Regions from separate parts of the Gossypium hirsutum genome. Here region 2 is linked to region 1. The links are chromatin contacts, called in public Hi-C maps. All regions are on one chromosome and are shown on one strand. The core of a region is the stretch at or near the end of the contact, and the rest is flanking DNA. Distances in the headings are between cores, read along the strand shown.

Region 1 (4,136 bases), core at 1,118-3,617:
TTTTGAAAAATTAAATACATCCATTTATTTTAATGTTGGATAAATATAATTGTTTGTGTATGCATGATATATACGTAAAATGGAGTTCCGTCAAAACTATGTTAGTAATTTGTGAAAATTGAATCGAATCAGAATTTCAAGTATAAAATTGAACATTAAACTAAAGTTTGTGTGTGATATTGATTCATCCCTTTAGAAAGTTCTTAATATGCTAAGATAGAAAGTCCGAAAGCTTAGTGCAAGCACTGCCTCCGTTGGCTTGCAGGCAGCTTGTTGTCAATTTTCCAGTTATATTTCATCATATACCGACCGATCAAAAAATAGAACAGAAAATTTAATAGGAAAGTATTAGATAATGGGAATTTACCGGGTCTTTGAACTGCTTATTAACTTGTTCAATCACATCTTTCATTCCTTCAAGCCTCCCCAAAATTGCATCCTCCCCGAATTCATCATCCATCCCGAAAAGACGGGTCATCTGCCATAATGAGTTTCAGACTTTATGAGCTACAACCTATAGTAGCGATTGGTAACAGTTGTGCGTTGACAAGTGAGCTACAAAAAGAGTGAATGTGATATCCCAATGCCATACAAACTTTACAATGATATAGAAGACGAACTCGGAAGAAAGTATTGAACGAACTGATCACTAGAAATAAGATATTCAAGAAAGATTAGTAGTTTTTTTTTTTTTTTTTTTGAAATGCTGCTAAAGGATAATATAAAATTTTATTATACCTGACTCAATATGCCACCAAATTTGCTTTTTAATGACATCATTTTTGCGAGCCCCTTCTCTAATGTAGAAGGAAACTGTAAAAGCCGAAGAGTATGTCCAGTTGGTGCAGTGTCGAATACGATGCAAGAATAATCCATTGTTTGTACCAATCTGCAGGAAAAGGATTACATTCAGACAACAAAAGATCAAAAGGCGGATGAAAAAAACACCAGCAGAAGGCAAAAAAGGGCATGCAAAAAAAAAAAGTTTAAAAAGAAAGAAGCCATCATAATTAATCTAAAATATTTGGGGAAAGAAGGGGTAATTTTCAAATAAATCCTACTATCATCAACCGGTGGAAATGAGGATAAAAACAGTACGAAACAAGCAAAGTCCTCGATTTGACCACTCTATTTATTTAGGTCACACTTGAATAAAAGAATTAAAACTTTCAAAGCTAAAACCTAGAGAATGGGTTCAATCAGCACTGCTGATCAGTAATATTTCCTAAACAAGAAATGTAGTAGTGAATGCCCTTTTCTGAGACTGGCTAATTAAGAACACACTGAGAGAGAAAGTTGAAAGCCTTTAATAAAACATCCATAGCAACCATTACCTTGTTTGAAAAAAATATCAATATAAAAAAAAAAACCCAAAAGAAGCAATAAACAGCTAATGCATCTCAATGATTTATCACACAATCAAAGCATCAAACAGAAGGAGAAGATGTCTTACTTAAGCATCTCAGCAAAGCTCATTGCCTCATCAATTCCTGGAATTGCATTTGCCAAGTCAGAAAATAAACTATCCATTCCTTCAGGTCCATTCACATCTTCGTTTTCCACAGTAGGATCCACTTCCTATTATGCATCATTAATAGTAAACAATTAAGGGACAAAATAGTGACAAAAATCGGCAAAATCATATTATGAAGTTTTACCAACACAGAAGCTAAGCATTAAGCAGGGTGAATCGATTACCAGGTTACAATGAAAAATCATACTTTGTTTCAAGTGAAAGAAGTTAAAATTGGAGAATTTACGGACTAGGTATTTGCAATCAAACTCAAAACAGGACAAATCTCAAAACCCCGAATTTACAAAAAAAAAAGAGTAAATCTCAGAAAAAGAAAAAAGGAAAGCAAATCCACGAATACCCAGAAAGCAAAATTAAATAAGAAGGGTACCATGGCATATAAATTGTTGAAGCCATTGACCAAAGTGGGAGTCTTAGTGAATCGTTGTTGGAAAGCATCGCTGAGATTATGAGCAGGATCGGTGGATATAATCAAGACAGAGGATCGGACCCGAGCCAGAAGGATGGAAAGAATCGAGCTACAAGTGGTTTTACCAACACCTCCTTTGCCACCAACGAAAACCCATTTCAAGCTATCTTGGTCCAGTATGTTCTGGATAGTTGCCTCTGGTAATTCGTGATTCTCTGCCATTTTTTTTCTAACACACTTCGGTTCTTCTTCTTTTCTCGGAAAAGAATTTGAAGCACCCAGAAAGTCTAGGAAGAAAATCGAAGTTTATATTTGTCGGAGGCTTTTCTTTTCTTTTCTTTTCTTGGTTTCGTGTTTTCAAAACAAAGCACAAATCCAACCCGTCTAAAGTTCGTCGTAGGACTCGATTTGTGTCCAAGCGGCGTATGAAAAATCTAATTGAATAGAGATTTATTTTATTTAGGTTAATTAACCTATAGTCCCTATACTCTTAGGACCTTTAAAATTTAGTCTCTTTACTTTAATAATTGAAATTCAACCGGTAACATTATTAATAACTTACACAAATGTGTAATATTTTAATACTCAAAGTTTCAATTTAAAAATTAAATTTCAATTGATAATATATAATTAAATTTTAGAAAATAATTAACAATCAAATCAAATAAGTAAAAGGAGTAAATTCAAAAGTAGAGATTATAAATTTAAAAAATCCAAAGAGTATAGGAAATGGAAGTATAATTAGACATTTTATTTATTGAAATTCATTATAAATCTATGTTAATAATATATATCATTTTTAAAATGTTTTATACAAAAAATTCTTTTTCTATAAAATGCCTAACCAAATCTACTTAAACATGTTTAAATACAAATCTTCTTTATTGCTATAATAATATCAATCGCAACTAAATCAAGAGCGAAGCCAGAATTTTTTTTTTCAGAGGAGGCCAGAACTAAATTATAATTTTTATAATAATAAAAATATAATTTCACCATTTTAATAGCTTATATATTTATAATTTTAAAATGATTAAATCAAATTTTTATCATTTGTAAGAGAGGCCAAAGTACAATTTTACTTTTATTAATTTAAAATTTTAAAAAACTTAAATAATAATTTTTTTTGACAAAAAAAACTACCTGAAGGTCAACCTTATTTTATTGCATCTCGAATAATAACATAGTGGATTTCCAAAAGATAATCCAAATTAAACATCAAATCACATCTGTTATTAATAGCAATTTTACACAGCAAATCCGCAACTTCATTACTGTTTCTATCAATCCAATTAAAATGGATCGCTTCAAAATTTCTAATACCCCTGCATTCCTGTTTCATGCAGCAGCCGAAAATAGTGACATCCTTATCACGGTTTTTGATTGTATTAATGAGAGTAGCGTTGTCAGACTCCATAATAGGCTTGGACAATTTTAAATTTGAGGCCAACTTCAAGCCCAAAGTCAACGCCTCTAGCTTTGCCCAAACAGCATCGATGGCCTTATTTGCGAAGCCATAGCAGCCAGCAAGCACAAACCCATCAGCCTCTCTCGCAATAGCCCCATAGCAGATACACCCATTTAACACTGCTGCATCCACATTGATTTTAATAAAATCTTTAGGGGGTTTCATCCAACCTTTACACACCGAGTAGGGGGAATCACAGGGGGTTCATTCAAATTAAAAATTCTAAAATCATTACTATGGGTCTGTGCCCTTTCCCACACCACCATAGCTGGATCGTTTTTGCCCTGGAAAACCATCTTGTTTCTGTTGTTCCAGCAGTTCCATAGGAGCGTGAAGAAGCCAGTAGCAGCCTTAGAGTCAAGCTCACGCAAGATATCTTCAACCAGTCAATGCAGCGAACATAGTTTCTGTCAAGAAGCCTATTGTTTAAGCCTCCGATAATAAGGGTTTCACGAACCTTCAGGCACTCTTTCAGAGCATGGATATGAGTCTCCTCACTGTTTTTACATCTCAGACATGTTGTAGAGAAATTATGACGGATGCACCTTTACAGCCCCTAGCTACACCCTGAACTAAACTAAAGTTCATTTGATTAATAAGAAGCTCTTATAATTTAATAAAATGATATATTTGTTAAAAAAATTTAAAACATATGTTTACTGAATCTTAGCTCGATTGGCATGAGCATTATTATCAATGCAAGAGGACATGGATTCGAGTGCATT
Region 2 (4,136 bases), core at 725-3,224, 140 kb after region 1:
AATTAATAGTGACGCCTCGTGTGTTCCCAGTGCAATGGCAAAACCCTCTTAATTTTAAAATTAAGACTTTGGATGTCTTAAAAATAAAAAGATTTCAAGCGTAAGTCTTACTTTATTTAATCGTAATTATATGAGTGTGTTGTCTCTACATATTTTGATTTAAGTAATGTCAACTTTTTTTTTATTTATAGTGAGCTTAAAGTAATAGAATTTTATCGGTTAAACTGTGTTCAAAGTACTTATATTATTTTTACATTTAAAATTTAATCACTTTATTATTATTTTTAGGATATTACTTTCTCTAATTAAGTAAATTACATTAGTAGTCACTTAATTATTAGTAAAAAAAAATTTGTCACTCAATTATAAAAGTTGCAAAATTGTCACTCAACTATTTAATTTTATCTTTTTTTTTATCACCCACCATCTAACATAAAAATAGAAACACTAAAAAATCTAATATAGTTGGATGATCAAAAAAGATAAAATTGAATAGTTGAGTGACCATTTTGTAGCTTTTCATAGTTGGGTGACCAAAAATGAAATTTATTAATAGTTGTGTGACCATTTTTGTAACTTTTCATAGTTGAGTGACAAAAAATTACTAATAGTTGGGTGACTACTAGTGTATTTTGTCCTTTCAAATTTTATAATTTAAGTCCAATTGTTAATAATGTTAAATTTATTAAAAAAACACTAACTTGATAGTCATATAACAAATAAAATGACAATGTAATAAGCTTAAATCTAATAAAAAATTTAACGGTGTTAACAATTAGATTTACATTTTTAAATTTAAAAAATAGAGAGACTATCTTTAAAGTACAAAGAGTGGAATAACTTTTTACATAATTTAACTTTTTATCAATAGTAATTTACAATAGTAGAATTTATATTTAATAGATTGTTAGTGTATAAATTTATACACTTAGAATGAATTACGTGATGCTGATGTTAAAAAAATAGATACTTAAAAGCTTAAAAAAAAACTTAAAAGATTATACATTATGGTAAAGTAAGACCATTATTAAACAGAATTAAGGTATAATGATTTATTTGGCCCTTCAATTTTATAAAAAAAATTATTTTAGTTATTTATTTAATTTTTTGTCTTTTTTAATTCTTTAATTTGTTATTTTTTAAATTATCTCAAAATGAATAAAAAATTAATGTTTATAACTTTGTTAACGTGACATATACGTGGATTGTCAAGTCGATGACATGTGAACATTTAGTTAATTTTTTAAAATTAAAAAATACTAAAAAATATATTTTATATAATTTTAATACTTCTTAAATAATTTTAATGTTTTTAATTTTTAAAATTTTGTTTGAATTTTTAAAATTTTAAAAATTAATTAAATATTGATGTGTCATGCACATGACAATCCACATGTACGTTAACTAAGTTAAAAATATTAACTTTTCCATTTAAAATATAAAATATTGTGAATACATCCATATAAATTTAAATTGAATTATGTATCTATTTTTAGAGATTTTTATCAATATTATCCACATATAAATTTATAAATCAAAATATATCAAATAAAAACCCTAAAAATTTAAGCATTATTTTGCTGGTATTACATGGTATATATTTAAATTTACATGTTTTTTTTTTGGATTTAATAATTCATGTCATAATTTTATCCGATTACTATAAAAGTTAAATTAAGACAAAACATGATAGTGAGTTACAATGTATGTGAAATTAAAAAAAAAAAGGAAAAGAAACAAGATTGTTTGCAGATTCATAATATCAGACATGTCGCCATCTAAATATCTGTTATTTACACACTTCAACGTGCGATATCTTAGTTCCACCGATGCGTGGACCCCGCCGCCCCCCTCCCCTCTTTTCGATACAGCATCCAATGCTGACCCGACTCCCACATATTGGGCCAAGCCCTGCTTATGGTACCGTCTAATTTGGGCTTCGTTTTACGGCCCCCCGCCAAAGATCTTCCAAATGCTAAATGCCGAATTCCATTTCTCTTCGCTTCGTTTTCTTTTAATTTTCTTGTATTTTTCTTTTGAATATATCGGTTGCTTAAAATTGAAACTTTTTGGTGTTTGGAATGGGGGTGGGAGGCAAATTCTGGGAACTTCTAAAATCCTACGCTCGATTCGAAGGATTCGATTTCTTGAGAGACAAAAAGGTCGCCATTGATCTCTCCTTTTGGATCGTTCAGCACGAGACTGCCTTAAAAAATCAAGCTTTGAACCCTCATCTCAGGCTTACTTTCTTCCATACTGTTAACCTTTTCTCTAAGGTACATTCGATTTCTTTTTCTTAGTTACGCGAGTGAGATATTTAGAGTGTTGATTTTTTCTTTTTGGTTTAAATTGTTAACAGTTTGGAGTCTTTCCGGTGTTTGTTTTGGACGGAACTCCGTCGCCGTTGAAATCTCAAGCAAGGATGGTTCGGTTTTTCCGTTTCTCCGGCATTGATGCTTCAACTTCGAATGTGGCCGAAGAGGGTGTTTCCAAGGAGAGGAACTCGACATTTAAAAAATGTGTTAATGACTGTGTTGTGAGTTCATTTTTTCCCTCCCTTTTATTTACAAATTTGTTAGTAATTTATGTTAATTGAGGATGGGTGCTTTTTGTTGTAGGAGCTGCTTGAACTATTGGGAATGCCAGTGTTGAAAGCTAATGGTGAGGCTGAAGCATTGTGTGCTCGGTTAAATAGAGATGGTCATGTTGATGCTTGTATTACTGCTGACAGTGATGCATTCCTCTTTGGGGCTACTTGTGTTATTAAAAGTCTTAGGCCTAATTCAAAAGTTAGTTTGTTCCTACTTCACCAGTTAGTCATTCTTTTAATGTGCCCAATTTGTTAGTTACTTCCCTTTTCGAGATTTTTTGAAGCATGGGGATGTTATTTGATATGCAGGAACCGTTTGAATGCTACAATATGTCGGATATTGAAGCTGGTCTTGGACTGAAGAGGAAACACTTGATAGCCGTCTCTCTTTTGGTTGGAAATGACCATGACCTAAATGGCGTGCAAGGGATTGGGCTTGATAAAGCACTTCGTTTGGTACGAGGGTTTAGTGAAGATGAGATATTTGATAAGTATGCTTTTACATGTAAACTTGTCAAATTATTTGCTTCCTGTAGTTCTAGAGGGTATTTAGTGATATCATTCCATAACTGTCCAGACATGATGTTTTTGCAGATTATATGAAATAGGCAAAGGGCATGTACCACTATTTCAGGGTGAAATTAGATGTGCTGCTGATGCTACACCTTGTTCAGATGAGAGCTCACCAAAGGCAAAGCAGTCTCATTGCTCTTTCTGTGGGCACCCTGGCAGCAAAAAGGCTCATTTTAAGTCTTGTTGTGAATATTGTATTACTGATAGCAATGAAGGTTGCTTGAAAAAGTCTCAAGGGTTTAAGTGCAACTGCTCATCCTGTGATAAGGTTTATATTCTTATTTGTCTTGATTTTCTCTTTTGTTACCATTGTTACTACCTCACTGCCTATTGATCTGTTGTTTTGCTCTTTCATCATCTCGTATCACCTGATATGACTTTAAAAGCTGGGACTTCTGATGTTCTTAATTCAGACTGTGTTCCTAGTTTCATTGCTGAGTAGTTCATGGTGTCTGAATATCAGGTTAGAAAAGACAAGGACAAGAAGAAACATGAGAATTGGTGGATTAATGTTTGCAACTTGATTTCCAAGGAAACAAAATTCCCAAATGATGAGATCATTGAAATGTACATGTGCAACAATCACGGAGAGTTTACTGGTTTGTCCTACATACTCTCTTGTATCTATTTGCTTGGCCTTGACTTCTGCCAGCCTCCAAGTTGTTGAGTTGGGGTGTCAAGGACTAGTTATTCTTGTATGCATGAGTTTGTTATTCTTTTCATTTGATATTATTTCAAGGTCTAATTCGCTGTTTTAACAGATATATTTTTGGGTTGATCTTGATGTTATATTAAGATATTTACATCCTCCTATTGCAGAAAAAGGCCCTTTGCTGGAATGGGGAGATCCAAAAACTGACTTGCTAGTTGATTTCTTAGCTTATCATCAGTCATGGCAGCCGTCTTATATTCGGCAGCGGATGCTTCCAATGCTGTCCACCCTGTATTTGAGAGAGTTGGCGAGAAATCCAAA

Evidence for each region. Hi-C and Micro-C count contacts between places; a contact is called where the count stands out from the background.
Region 2: a Hi-C map of leaf shows a contact between it and region 1, with 4 times the contacts expected there. The contact joins the promoter of LOC107887221 here to the promoter of LOC107887225 in region 1. A contact is called at or near these places in 18 of 34 Hi-C or Micro-C datasets (callus, fibers, hypocotyl and 3 more).

What each region holds. Positions count from the first base shown.
Region 1 is chrA08:103,632,915-103,637,050 of Gossypium_hirsutum_v2.1, forward strand. LOC107887225 (ATPase GET3A) reads right to left here and starts at 2,368. Exons shown (of 7, transcript XM_016811401.2): 1 at 1,905-2,368; 2 at 1,454-1,578; 3 at 739-889; 4 at 368-478. The coding sequence starts at 2,165.
Region 2 is chrA08:103,773,723-103,777,858 of Gossypium_hirsutum_v2.1, forward strand. LOC107887221 (flap endonuclease GEN-like 1) reads left to right here and starts at 1,975. Exons shown (of 8, transcript XM_016811396.2): 1 at 1,975-2,276; 2 at 2,360-2,536; 3 at 2,619-2,789; 4 at 2,900-3,081; 5 at 3,185-3,431; 6 at 3,627-3,762; 7 at 3,983-4,136. The coding sequence starts at 2,082.